2 separate regions of the Ovis aries genome follow, and region 2 is linked to region 1. Evidence: chromatin contacts called from public Hi-C data. All regions are on one chromosome and are shown on one strand. The core of a region is the stretch at or near the end of the contact, and the rest is flanking DNA. Distances in the headings are between cores, read along the strand shown. Region 1 overlaps FAM107B (family with sequence similarity 107 member B). Region 2 overlaps CDNF (cerebral dopamine neurotrophic factor).

The links. Hi-C and Micro-C count contacts between places; a contact is called where the count stands out from the background.
Region 2: a Hi-C map of tail adipose tissue shows a contact between it and region 1, with 7 times the contacts expected there. The contact joins two enhancer-like sites. A contact is called at or near these places in 10 of 16 Hi-C or Micro-C datasets (blood, hypothalamus, liver and 4 more).

What each region holds. Positions count from the first base shown.
Region 1 is chr13:28,580,775-28,587,781 of ARS-UI_Ramb_v3.0, reverse strand. All of the region lies in intron 2 of FAM107B (family with sequence similarity 107 member B), which reads left to right. Among named protein-coding and RNA genes, the nearest start is that of FAM107B, 55 kb to the left of the region's middle. Within about 2 kb of position 4,176, at least 10 of the 54 cell types and tissues checked have an H3K27ac peak or open chromatin away from gene starts, as enhancers often do.
Region 2 is chr13:28,818,682-28,825,706 of ARS-UI_Ramb_v3.0, reverse strand. It overlaps CDNF (cerebral dopamine neurotrophic factor), which reads left to right. Exons shown (of 4, transcript XM_004014237.6): 2 at 2,153-2,280; 3 at 3,360-3,501. Among named protein-coding and RNA genes, the nearest start is that of CDNF, 14 kb to the left of the region's middle. Within about 2 kb of position 5,531, at least 3 of the 54 cell types and tissues checked have an H3K27ac peak or open chromatin away from gene starts, as enhancers often do.

The DNA.
Region 1 (7,007 bases), core at 2,927-5,426:
CTGCCTTTCCTCTTCCTCTTCCTTCTTCCTCTTCTTCCACTTCTCCTCCGCCTCCTCTTCTCCATCTTCTTCCCTTTCCTTTCTTCTTCTTCTTTTTAACTGGTGAGGAAACATAACCCCAAATCACACTTACAGTAAATGAGAGCTGGAATTTAGACCCATTTGGTGTGATAGGAGCCTACATCCTTGAAGCTGTCTGAGCTCAGAGGGAATGGGGAGACTTACAGGGAATAGAAACTCCTGCCTCACTGGGCCATTGTGAGGCTTAAGTGATGGGGAGACACTTATGCAGAACACCGAGAGATGATGCATAGTGACTCCAGAGTGGATTCCTCTTGTGGCTTGTCTCTGATGCTTTTGCTAACAGTGCTGAGAGTCTGGGTGAGGTGGCCCTGCTCCACCAGGTGTCATCCTGGAAACGGACACCGTGTTATTTGTGGAGCCATCGCCACCTACTGGTTGGTCCCGTCTCACTTGGTCCAGTTGAGATCTTAAACATGGGCACGTGTTCTGTCTTCCCAAGGTTTCTCTTGCCTTCGTTCCCATCTTCTAAATATAAAATGTGTGCCATATTTTTTTTAATATAAAAATACATTTTTCAGGGATGAGAAAACGAGTTTGGTGTTTTCCCAAGCGCGTCACTGTTTGGCAAGCGTGTGGCAGCATCTCTGTGGCCAGTTTATTGCGAGTCTGAAATTCCAGCAACGGTGGGCCCGGCACAGTTGGAAAAGCCACATTTCTGAGCTCGCGTGGATTGCTCTGGTTCGGCGTCACTTTTCTGCCTTTGTTGAGTTTGTGGCCACGAAGGTCATCTGGGCGCTTGTCTGATGCCTTTGGGTCCCAGATAGTGCCATGGTCTCCTGTCAACAAGACTGAATCTTCAGGTTGTTCCCAGGCTCAGGAGTTTTGTAAGTGAAGCCCTTGGGTGTTTGGGAGAAATTCCCATTTTAACTCACTTTCTGCTCTCTCAAGGCCTTCCTCCTCACAACCAGGCTCCCTTCTGGGAACTGTGGGTGCTGAGGGAGACTGCCGTGGCTCCAGGGACAGTCCTTGCTCTTCCAGGTTGACCCGAGCCTGGCCTTGGCTGGCGTGCAAACTTAAGTGACTTGGATTTTTCCAAGTAAATCTCTTAGAGACAGCCTGGGAAACAAATGCTCTTAAAAACTTCCTGGGAATTACTTTCCAGAAGTTGCAGCACTTCAAACATTTAATTGTTTAGCTTCGGTTTGGTTCTGGTATAACTGTAACCTGCATGCACTGATAGGTTTCAGGTGTTGTTTTCTAAAGGATTCATTTATGAGTGCTTTAGAGAGATTTTAAATATTGAGGTGGACATGGAACTTAGCATAATCTGTAAATTTTGATTTTTTTCCTCTCAGAGGATTGTTTTATTTTATAGTATAAATAAAACTTTTATATGTACTGAGGTGAAGTGAAGTGAAAGTCGCTCAGTCACATCTGACTCTTTGTGACCCCATGGGCTATACAGTCTGTGGAATTCTCCAGGCCAGAATACTGGAGTGGGTAGCTTTTCTCTTCTCCAGGGGATCTTTCCAACCCAGGGATCGAATCCAAGTCTCTTGGATTGCAGGTGGATTCTTTACCAGCTGAGCCATGAGGGAAGACCCCAAAATTTGGGTGACTTGTTTTATTTCAATACTCAGTTTATTGTGGTCTAGAAGCAAACCTGCAATATCTCCGAGGACTAAGTTTTAGCTTTTATCTTTGTGGGAATTCCCTGGTGGCCCAGGGGCTAGGACTATGAACTAATAATATCTGGGTTCAGTCCCTGGTCAGGGAACTAAGATTCCCCCAAGCCCTACCAAAAAAATAATAAAATTATCTTTGTGATGTAGAAATTTGAAAATGAACTCCCGGAGCCAGGAATAGTCTAATGGGAAACCCAGATGCAGTGAATGTTTATTCATCCAGTTGTGGAATTTTTCTGTGGGGATGGTTATTCACCTCTGAAAAGCAGTCAACACAAAATACCCGGGACTAGCAGAGGCCTGGACCCACGGTTAACCTTTGAAAAGGGGAAAAATGCAAAGAAGGACTCAAGAGGGCATCTATAAGGCTGGAAGTCCCCTCTCTTTTCTGAGACAGTGGAGTTTAGTAATGATTTTGCTCATTCACAGGAATCAAAGGCAGAATTCTCATCAGGTTACATTTTTAGTGTACAGTGTTAGTGTCTGTCTAAAATGCAAATCTGTGTTTTTATTCCTCAGCTTAAAATCTTTCACTGAACCCCTCGACCTCAAAACAGCATCAGAGTTTCTCAACATCAGCCCTGTCTCCTTGGTACATGCCTTGCACTGCAGCCAGAGCCATTCAGAACTCCACGTGCGTGTGATAGACTTCACATTTTGCAGAAAGGTCTTAATGTTGGTAGCATGAATGGGTCTTAGAACCATTGAAAGTTACCATCGACTGTGGATTACATGAGGGGAGGGGGTGAGTAAACCTAGGGAGACTTCCCAGTGAGTTAGGGGATTGTAAAGAATACTTTATTATCATTAAAACAAGCAAACACACCAGCAAACAGCAAAGAGATTTAATGGGCCCCATCATTTAAAAGAAGAAAAAGCTTTTAAAAAAAGAAAAAAGTTACCGGAGAGAACATGAAGGGGGCTTCTCTACTGAGCTGACCCTCATTTTCCTTCACTGACTTGATAGTTTTTAAAAAATCCCTTTGTGAATCAGTTACTGGTCCAGGCGCGTGTATCTGATAAGAGTGTCTTCATGTTAATTTCTGGAAGAAGGTTTCATGTAGCAATACTGATACCCATTTCAAAGTTCCTTTACTTCCAGACATTTTTCTGTCTCCTCTTTCCTTCTGGGCTGTGGATTACTGGTTGCTCAGGCTTTAAGCCGCGTTGCTTGAGACTCCAGGCAGCTCCGGGGCTCCCTCTCCTGGTGGTTCTTCCTGGATTCTGTTCCTTCATTTAAGGATAAGTCTTCGACTCAGTGTAATGTATCTGGTAACTCAGACTGTAAAGAATCTGCTCGCAGTGCGGGAGACCTGGGTTCGATTCCTGGGTCAGGAAGATCCCTTGGAGAAGAGAATGGCAACTCACTGCAGTATTTTTGCCTGGAGAATTCCACAGACAAGAGTCTGAGACTGGTGGGCTACCGTCCGTGGGGTTGCAGACTCAGACGCAGCCGTGCGACTGAGCGGGCACCCACACAGGAGTGGGGAGCAGCTCATGGGTGCAGGGCCTCTGTCGTGTACAGTTTTCAGGGCCACCTTCCTTCTCATACATGACCTTTCCCAGACCCCAGCGTGGTCCACTCCCTGCGACCACAGCTTTCCCCTCAGACTAGTTTGCAGTCTCGCTTGAGGTCTGTACACTTGACTCAGGCTGGGGCCCCCTCTCCCGTCTCCACTTGGATGAAGGACAAACCAGGGAGAGAGAAGAAGGAAGAAGTCTGTGCCTTCGTTTATGGGCAGAGCTCCCTCAGCCGCTGCCCACCCGTGGCCTGTCTGCCTCTGTCCAGCAGGAGACAGGCCGATCCTGTCTCAGGCCAGTAGAAAAAGAGAGGCTCCTCAGGCCCCCAGTCTTAAGAGAAGGTGAAGAAGAATCCAAGCTAGAACTTGTTCTCTAGGCTCAGAACTCAAGTCTGTTCACTGTGTACACAGGAAGCTCAATCTGTCTCTTGCCACCAAGGCCCAAGACAATGTACCCCAGCCCTGACCTCTGGGAACCAGGGGCAGTGGGCATCTGTGTGGCCTCCTGTCATGGGAATAGTGGGAGTGGAGGGTTGGGGGGTTGTGGGAGAGGTGAAGTGAGAGACCCTGGCAGTCACTTAGTAAGACCAGGAAGGAGCCCCCCAGGGTCTGGCCCCTCACTGCCTCAGCTGCTTGCCCTCAGTCACCCGGGTGTCCAGGGACATCTCCAACCCAGCATGTCCCAAAGGGAGCTCCTGACCTCACTCCCGTCTGCTGTGCTCACGGCCTCCACCACAGCAGCTCTGTCCTCGTTGCTCAGGCCAGAGCCCTTGGAGGCACCCTCGACCCCTCTGTGTGTCTCACTCCTGGTGTACAGTCCTTCAGGAAGTCCCAAGGGCTGAAATGAAATGACATCTGGTCTGCTGCACCCATCTCTCACCTGGGTCCCCTGACAGCTGCCTCCTGGAGTCTTTCCTTGGCTGTGCTGGGCCCGTCCTACACTCGGCTAGAATAATCGTCCAGACACATGAGTCAGAGCTCGTCACTTCCTGTTCAGAGCCCTGAATGGTTCTTTGCTGTCACTCAGGGCAAAAGCCAGAGCCCTGGCACTGGCCTTCAAGTCCCCGCATCGAATCCCACCCCTCTCTGGTGCCCCCACTGGTCCCCCTCCATCCCCACCTTCACTCATGTCTCTCCTTCCTCAGATGCATCAGGCGTGCTCCTGACTCTTTATTCCCCGAGTCTGGAACACTCTTCTCCCCAGGTCTACAGGCTCCCCTCCCCTGCTGACACCTTGACCTCAGGAGGCAGGAATCTGGATGTGAGGTCGGGGAGATTACCCTTGGTTTAGGACAGAGGGACTAATCCTTTTATGGCAGCTCATTGCCTTCTTGTCTACTGATTAACTAGATGAAACTGCTGTTGGCTTCTAAACAAAATCAAGACTGCCTGCAGGTCTGTCTGGCACTTCTCCAGTCTCCACTAAGGAGTGCATTCTCTGAGGGGCCAGTTCAAATAGTCAGGCTGATGTGATGGGATCGCTGACCTATGACAGGCCCAATTCATGAGTTTCCATTTGGGGGAGGCTGCAGACATACTTGTCTTTTAAAAGATCAATGCAGGTAGCATATAAGGAATATTTGGTTTAATCTGTTAGATGGGGTGGTGGTGGTTTAGTTGCTAAGTCGTTTCTGACTCTTGCAACCTCATGGACTGTAGCCTGCCAGGCTCTTCTATCCATGGGATTCTCCAGGCAAGACTACTGGAGTGGGTTGCCATTTCCTTCTCCAGGGGATCTTCCCAACCCAGGAATCGAACCCGCGTCTCCTGCACTGCAGGCAGACGCTTTACTAACTGAGCTACTAGGGAAGCCCAGTCTGTTAGATACGTGTGTATTATTGCTTGGCCGTGCATGTATACCTAAAATACATAAATGATGCAGCCACAGTGTTTCTGTTTTAGTTGATTTAATTTATTCTTTTTCCCTCTTTATTTCATGTTAATTTTCAAAAGATCTTTCTATTAAAAATAGGAAAAATTGTAATTTGGGAGACAGAACATGAGTTTTCAGATCAGAGAGTGTTAATTTTCTTTTTTTTTTTTCAAGTCTGAGATTTACACTATTGGCAAAATTAGCTTAGGCAAGTTATTTTAACTTTTATTCCTCTGTTTATTGTCTGTGAAATAAAGATTCTAGTGCTTCTGTTCATAGGACTGTCACTGGGATCAGGTGTGATCACGTACCCACAGGTGCTGTATCTAAAGTGTTGGGAAATTGTTGGCTGCTGTTGAGGACAGTTCAGAGATTCAGGAAACATCACTGATGACTTTGAGACCCAAGACTCCTACTTGTAGCTACTGGCCTCTGGACCCGTTTTACTTATTTCTAAATTCTACTTGAGATTGCATCTTTATTCTTTTCGATTATACCCCCACTCCCCCACCCCCATGCCAGAGTCCATGGAAGCACATAGCCACGTCTCTCCTGCCTGCAACCCTGCCCCGTGTGTACACACACACACACACACACACACTCTCTCTCTCTCTCTCTTTCACTTGGGTATTTGCTTGGGGCATTGATTTCATGGGCAGAAATAAAGATGGAGTCTGTCTTCCATCCAGGAGCTTGCTCACAGGGGCTCTGTCTTCTTTCTGTTTATTACAGATTTGATTAAGTTCAAAGTTTATTCAGCTTGTGCCATGTGCCAGACACTTGGCTGGACCCTCGGATTTAAAGCTGGAGACAAAGTGTTTCTGGCCCTTTCACAGACTAGACAGACATGTATGGTTACGGCGTGTGTGTGCACGAGTGCTCACTCGCTCAGTCGTGTCTGACTCTTTTGTGGCCCTGTGGACCGCAGTCTGCCAGGCTCCCCTGTCCATGGGATTCTGCAGACAAGAATGCTGGAGTGAGTTGCCATTTCCTTCTCCAGGTGATCTTCCCAGGTCAGGGATTAAACCCGTGTCTCCTGTGATGGTAGGCAGGCTCTTTACCACTGAGCCACTGGGGAAGCCCTCCCAGGTGTACGGATGCTTCTTGTACCGGAAATACATCTGCATGGTGCTGCTGGGGCTCTGAGGATGCAGGGGAGGGGGACCACTCTCTTGACTCACCTGGAGAGGTGGGGACAGGGGGCAGTGCTGGGTGTGAGCCTGTTCATATGGGATCCTCACTCCTGCCCTTGCCCTCTTCTCAGATCCCTGTTCCATCCGGGGGCATGGCTCTTGCCAGAGAATTAACACGCATGTACTCTGGACTTTCCAGGGAAGTCCCACTATCAGATGTTCTGCTGTAGTGAGGCCCTGCCTCTGACTTTTGGTTTGGAAAATTTCGTCATCCTGCAGGACAGGGAGGCATAAAATGATGTGTTGGTTATCTTGAAAGGTTTATGTGTTAGGGAGAGGGAGCAGGGGTGGGTAAGCGCTGAGAGACAGGCCCAGGGGTCTGCAGCAACCGGATACCTGCCAGGTGGATCACAGGGGTTTCAGCCTGCACTCAGCCAACCATATCCCCCCAGCTCTTGCCCCCATGCCTTTTCTCTTCCGTCTCACAAAATATGACACGTTTTTATACAGTTGTCGCTGGGTATCGAGGCTGCAGAGAACGAAGGAAGGAAACGTGTACCCCACTCTCCAGGGGCCTCTACACACATGGACTTAAATTGAACACAGGACCCAGGGGTCATCACGTCATGTGTTCCTGTCACGTGCTGATAACAGAGTCCAAGCCCAGAAATAAGCCACTTGGGTGGTCTGTTCTGTTCTCCAGTGAAGCCTCCTCTTCCTTCTAGATGACAAGTGTGGAGAGCTGGGCTCTGCTGCCTGGTCCCTTCCCCTG
Region 2 (7,025 bases), core at 4,282-6,781, 240 kb before region 1:
TGGAAGCACTGGGGGTTCATTGAAATCAGCAGTCATGAATTAACAGCGAGACCAGTGAGCCTGGTGGTGCAGTTTCCTCCTGCCATGTTAAGTGAGTGCAGGTGTCAAGTGGGTGGAAAGAGGTTTCAACCAGCGTTAAGATTTTGCTGGGTGAGTCCAACAAAGGAGAGCGATACAAGGGAGTTGAATTTGTGTGAAAAGGAGTGATTATAATGTTGAACCACAGAATGTAAGCTGGGTGAAGAAGCATGGTAGAGAGGTAGCAGAATCAATGTGACCTGGCGGGGTCAGAGAATCGTTAGTGCTGGGATGTTAGAGGATGTGAGCTGGGAAGATGGGAGGTGAAGATTGGACAACGAAATGTTTCCACTGAGAATACAGAGAAGTTACAGTCACTGGTAATGACTGGACCTAAGGGTATGACCACAGCAAAAATGTGTTTGGAATATTAATCCTTTGTCAGTTATATAAGTTGTAAAGACCTCCCTCCAGTTTGTGGCTTGTCTTATCATTTGCTTATGATTTATTTTGCATTTACAAAAGTGGTTAATTTTGATGTAATTAAATATACAGTCTCTGGTTTGGTATCTTCTTTAAGAAATTCTTCCTTATCCTGAAAAAGATGCTTTCCTCTAAAACGTGTTATGTGGCTTTTCTCTTATGTCTTTATTCTCCTGGGATTCACATTTGTGTAGTTTCTGATAAGGATCTAAGTTGAACTTTTCCCAAGGTACATGGTCCGAGTATCATTTACTGACTTGTGCATTTTTTCCCCCACTGATTTTTAACATTGCTTCCATCCTATACCAAGCTCCTCTAGATTTCTGAATTTGTTTCTAGTCTCACTTTTGTTCCAGCAGCTTTTTTTTTCTGTGCCAGTCCCACCATGTTTTAAATGATATTGCTTTAGAATGTCTTGATATCAGTAAGATCTGCTCCCCAAGTTCCTTCTTCAGAAATTTCTTGGCTTTCATTTGCTCTTGTTTTTTCATACGTATTTTTGGATCAGTTCGTCAAATCTGATTTGACAAAACTTTTGGAATTTTTAATGAGCCCTGATGGCTCAACAATAAAGCATCTGCCTGCAATGCAAGAGACGCAGGAGACACGGGTTTGATGGCTGGGTTGGGAAGATCCTTTAGAGAAGGTAATGGCAACCGACTCCAGTATTCTTGCCTGGGAAATTCCATGGAAAGAGGAGCCTGGTGGGCTACAGCTCATAGGGTTGCAAAGAGTTGGACACGACTAAGTGACTAAATAACAACCATAGAATTTGCTGCTGTTCCTTATGATATTCCCCTAGAATTCTCTTTCTAATATTAGGGCTGCTTTGTTCCATCATAAGCTCTGGTCTCCATCTCCCTCTCAGCTTGCTTGGACCACACACCTGCCCCTTTGAGCCAGCAACATGGGAAAGCAGCTCCTCCTGTTGCACAGTAACCTAGTGGATGAGGCTGTGCACCAGAGTGAGACCTCCTGGGATCAAATTACCTCCACCATTTACTGGGCAAGTTCACTGGCCTCTCTCTGACTCAGCCTCTTCATCTGCAAAATAGGGGTAGAAATGTATCTACATCAGAGCTCAGTTCTGAGACTGGAATGAGTTCATCCACACAAAGTACTCAGAATGGTGCCAACAGCCAGTAACTAGGGTTGTTCTTATTGCCTGTGCCTCTTCTGATCATCATCTCTTCATTGACTTTGGACCCTGGGACTGAATATGATTGTTTAGATAGGGGTTCAAACTGGAACAAAGACACAGATGCCTACTACCAAGGAGCTTCATTCAAGACACATACTCTGGTTCTTCTCTGTGCTTTACCAAAGCTGTCCCTAGCATCATGTCCCAGAGGAGGCTGGCTATATGTTCCTATAGGGTTAGTGACATTCTCATATTAGGTGGGAAATTCTCATATTTGAGAGTGGAACTTGGTTTCACAGACTGGATTGATCCAATAAACTTATGTTATTCAAGGCCCAATACTAAGCGAATAGGTACAGACCCCAAACCATTCTTACTTATAATATGAATTTGTTGTCACGATGCGTTGAATCATACTTTTTTATTTGGTGGGAGGGACATGTACATAGGTGTGGTAGTGGTGACACTGTACATAAATACACAAATACATAATTTCTTTGTTCCTTATAGTATGTCAAGAATTCTTGAGTCGATTCTACAACTCCTTGATAGCCAGAGGAGTCAACTTTTCCCTGGACACCATAGAAAAGGAATTAATCAACTTTTGCTTGGATGTCAAAGGAAAAGAAAACCGCCTGGTATGGTAAATTTTCACCTTTCATTTCCCTCCTGTTCTGGGAGAAAACTGCTGTTTCATCTTGAGTTTAATGTTCTCCTGTTTGGATGCTTGCCCCAAGCATGTTCCCTGTAGAAGGCCAGCAAAAATTGATCTTTCAGGAAAATGGAGTCAATGTATTTTCACCTACAATATGTCTGGTTTCATCTGGCTTTTTGGAAAAAACATAGGCAACCAATTCCATGATTTCTTAAATGAAATTATTTACTATACAATTGAATTCCTAATGAGAATTTATTTAGTGTCCTGAGTTAAGTGTGGGTAGACTTTACATTTCTAGTGAAGACAATTAGTGAAACCTATCAAAATATTTTTACATCATTATTTATGCATAATTAATGAAGTATTTTTATTATCTTGAAATGGTGTTTCCTGGGTAAACACAAATGACTTGTTCCAATATACTGTCTTTATAGCACTAAAGACAATCTTGGGCCAATTTGCTTTGCCTAAAATTGTTGTATTGAATTTGTCAGTTAAATTTGCCTTGTTAACTGCTTACCACTGACACACTATACAAATCTCAGCATTTGTCTGCACCATTAAGGTTTATATTTTTAAATGTAAAATGTTTTTCAGGTAGCTTGAAAGGCAGTACAACAGGATGGAACAGGGCATGGACCCCAGAGCCAGAAGGCTAGATTTTTGAATTGATTCAGTCTCTTCTACTTGCCGGTTGGGTGACCTCCAGTTGGCTTGGGTGTGAAATAGGGAAAGTTCTAGTACTAATGTCACAGCCTTGGTATGAGAAATAAATACATCAATACCTTTAAAGCCCTGAGAGCAGCATCTGATACAGACAAAACATTTAGCAACTGTTATCTCTCATCATTGGTCTTTAAGTTTAATGTGAATTTCAGGGCTCTTCAAATTAGGCTGATCATGGGAATGGAGTCATTGTTTTCTCACGTCTTAGTGAGTAGGGGTTAAGTTTAAGACCTGGCCCGGGAAAACTAGGTTAACCTCTTTCTCACTTCTGGAAATTATACTGCTTGCTTTTTCCAGTGTCTGGGACCCTAAATTCTCTTTGTTCCCCTTCAGTGCTACTATCTAGGAGCAACAAAAGATGCCGCTACTAAGATCCTAAGTGAGGTCACTCGCCCGATGAGTGTGCACATGCCTGCAGTGAAGATTTGTGAGAAGCTGAAGAAGATGGACAGTCAGATCTGTGAGCTGAAATATGGTATAATGGAGTTTAATGTTCCCCCCCCTGCCCCCAATGTCCAATGTATTGCCAGTTCCCTAAGCATGGGGCCAGGTTTCTAAACAGTGTTAGAAGGAAAGGAATTCTACACTTGCTAATAGGATGCTGGGCTACTGGATGGTGTCCTGTGTTGTCTGAGCTTCTTTCAGGAAAGAAAAATGAATTCTGGCACAATCAGCATTAGGTGAAACTGCCCACCCAAATGGCAAAATTTAAACTCTTTAATCACCAAGACATTTTCAACTACATATGTCAAGGAAAAGTTCAAAATATCAAGGGAGGGGCTTCTCTGGCGGTCCAATGGTTAAAACTCTGCCCTTTCAATGCAGGGGGCATGGGTTGAATCCCTGATCAGGAAACTAAGATCCCACATGCCATGTGGTATGGCCAATTAAAAAAAAAAATTCAAGGGAGCAGCTATTCATGGTGAATTAGCTCTTGGTAACCTATTAAGCCCTGGAGAAGGAAATGGCAACCCACTCCAGTACTCTTGCCCAGAAAATTCTATGGATGGAGGAACCTGGTGGGCTACAGTCCATGGGGTCACAAAGAGTCAGACACGACTGAACGACTTTACGAACCTATCAAGACCAAAGGTGCATCTACTCAAAGGTAATGTAAGGACCCTGAACTTTTAAATGGGGCTCTAACATTCTTCCTAAGTCTATCACTCTGCCAGGTTTAACTTTTAGGAAATAGGTTAATCACATTAAATCAGATTTTGGCTGATGAAATAGACTTATCAAGAGTGCTGAAAATAAACAGCCAGAAAAGGAAGATGTCCTATTTAAAACGTTATCCTTGGCCTTATAAATTTTACATACATATATCTATTCTCATACAGATAATTTGTATCTGGGCCAGCCTTTGGGGTAGATGGATAGGACTTATAGAAGGCTGGGGAATTCCGCCTTTAGCCCATCCTTTAACCCCTCCAGTTCCACCAGGAGAAGTCCATTTCTTTTGTTTATGTCATTGTTTTCACATTACATACATGGCGTAGTATTTTAAACTACCTAAGTAATTAGTACCCAACTCTGAATCATTAATATTTTAGTCTTATTTTCCAACATAGCTGTGTAATATGCCTGTGCGCCATAGCTGCACATCTGGCTTTAAAAAGGTTTAATGTCTGGAAGATATCAAAGACAACCTGTTTCTCAGCTGGGCAAGGGCAAGCCCTAACTTCCAGGGTGGTGATGATGGACTAGCATCTTTTTCTTAGCTTCCAAGTAATGAAGTAGAAGGAGGAATCACTGAGTCCGTAGGAAAAACAGTCCCCAAAGGGACAAAACTGTACTGATTCTTTTGTTTAGCACATTTCTTTGGAATAATTTCTGCTATGAGCAAGGTATCTTACTGGGCTCCTTGAATAATAGAAAAATTCATCAAATAGTATTGAGAAGGAATGAATACTTCACTAATGTTTCAGCAATGCTGGCCACTAGAGGCCCCTGGGGAGCCATGGACTGGATTTACTTTTGGTATCAACCTTTCCCCTGTAGCTTTAGGGTGCCATAGAGAATTTTCTTTTTAAATTGATATCAAATGATAAGTTCTCCAGAATAACCTGAAGAAACTACCAGCACCTAAAAGAAAGTAATTTTCTCCTTCCACTATTTATCTTGAATAGACCACTAGCTCTAAATTTTTCCCAGCTTCCTTTTGGTGAAAAAGTTGATATTGAACAAGGGCCTTTGAGCTGTGGAGTACTAAAATCTGGGCTATAAAAGGTTCTCTTAAAAGGTATTATTCTGTCATATCAACCATGAAATTAAAAAACAAGGTAAGTGTAGATTTGGAATATGTTTTCAATCAGGAAGGTGTTATTTGGTTTTGAACCTGAGAGGATGTTTCTGCTTTCTCTGTTTTTTTAAAAGAATAGGAATCATTATTAAAAATTGTAAAGATTCTTGAATTTATGGTTACCAGTGGAGGAAGGGTGGCGGAAAAAGATAGTTAGGGAGGTTGTTATTGAGATTTACACACTGCTATATTTAAAATGGATAACCAACAGGGACCCACTGTATAGCACAGGGAACTCTGCTCAACGTCATGTGGCAGCCTGGATGGGAGGGGAATTTGGGGAGAAATGAATACATGTATATGTATGGCAGAGTCCCTCTCCTATGCACCTGACACTATCACAATATTGTTAATTGGCTACACACCAATTAAAATAAAAAGTTTAAATTCAAAATACACACACACACACGAATGGAAGAATTTTCTGCAGCACAGAGTGTAATGACCCTCCAAATAAAAAAGGCTCTATATACAATTTTGATTTATTTCCAGCTTTACTGAGATATAATTAACATATCAAAGTGTGTAAGTTTAAGGTATAAAATATGTTGATTTGATAAACTTATATAGTATAATATGATTACCATGTTAGCTAATATCTCCACCATTATCATGTAATTACCAATTGTGATGGTTAGCAAACAGCTCCATTATATCATCTAATTACCCTTCCTTTTTGTGCTGAGACTATTTAAGCTCTACTCTCTTAGCAACTTTCAAATATACAATACAGCATTATTAACTGTCTTCACCATTTTGTTCTTTCTCAGGACTGCTTTGACTATTCGGGGTCCTTTGTGATTCCATACAAATTTTAGGACTTTTTTTTCCCCTATCTCTGCAAAAGTGCCACTGGCATTTTAGTAGGGATTACATTGGTTTTATAGATAGTTTTGGATAGTATAGACATTTAGTTAAAAAAACACTTCATGTTATTGATTTTGGGCTGTGCTGTGGGTCTTGCTGCTTTATTCGGACTTTTCTCTAGTTGTAGTGTGCAGGCTTCCCATTGCGGTGGCTTTTCTTGTTGCAGAGGGCTTCCCAGGTGGCGCAGTGGTAAAGAATCCAACTGCCAATGAAGGAGACGCAGGAAACCTGGTTCAGTCCCTGGGTGGGGAAGATCTCCTGGAGTAAGAAATGGCAACCCACTCCAGTATTCTTGCCTGGCAAATCCCGTGGACAGAGGAGCTTGGTGGGCTAGCCTATGGGGTCACAAAGAGTCAGACATGATTAAGCACGCCATACTCAAATGCTGAGCGCCTCCTGTTGCAGAACACAGGCTCCAGGCATGTGGACTTCAGTAATCGCAGTGCACAGGCTTGGCAGTTGCACTTGTGCTCTGGAGCAGAGGCTGAATGGTTGTGGCCCATGGGCTCAGCTGTTCTGTGGCCTGTGGAGTCTTCCTGGATTGAAACTGTGTCCCCTGCATTGGCAGGTGGATTCTTATCCACTGAACCACCAGGGAAGTCCAGTATGGACATTCTGAATTCTTCCAAACCATAAATATGGGATCTCTTTCCATTTGTTCGTGTATTCTTCAATTTCTATCATCCAAGTCTTGACATTTTCTGTGTACAGATCTTTGACCGCCTTGATTAAGTTTTTTTCCTAAGTCTAAAATTCAACTTTTAAATTAGGATACACTTATTGGAAAATTTTGATAAGTCACTTGACAGCTCTGTTAGGTTATTAAAAGG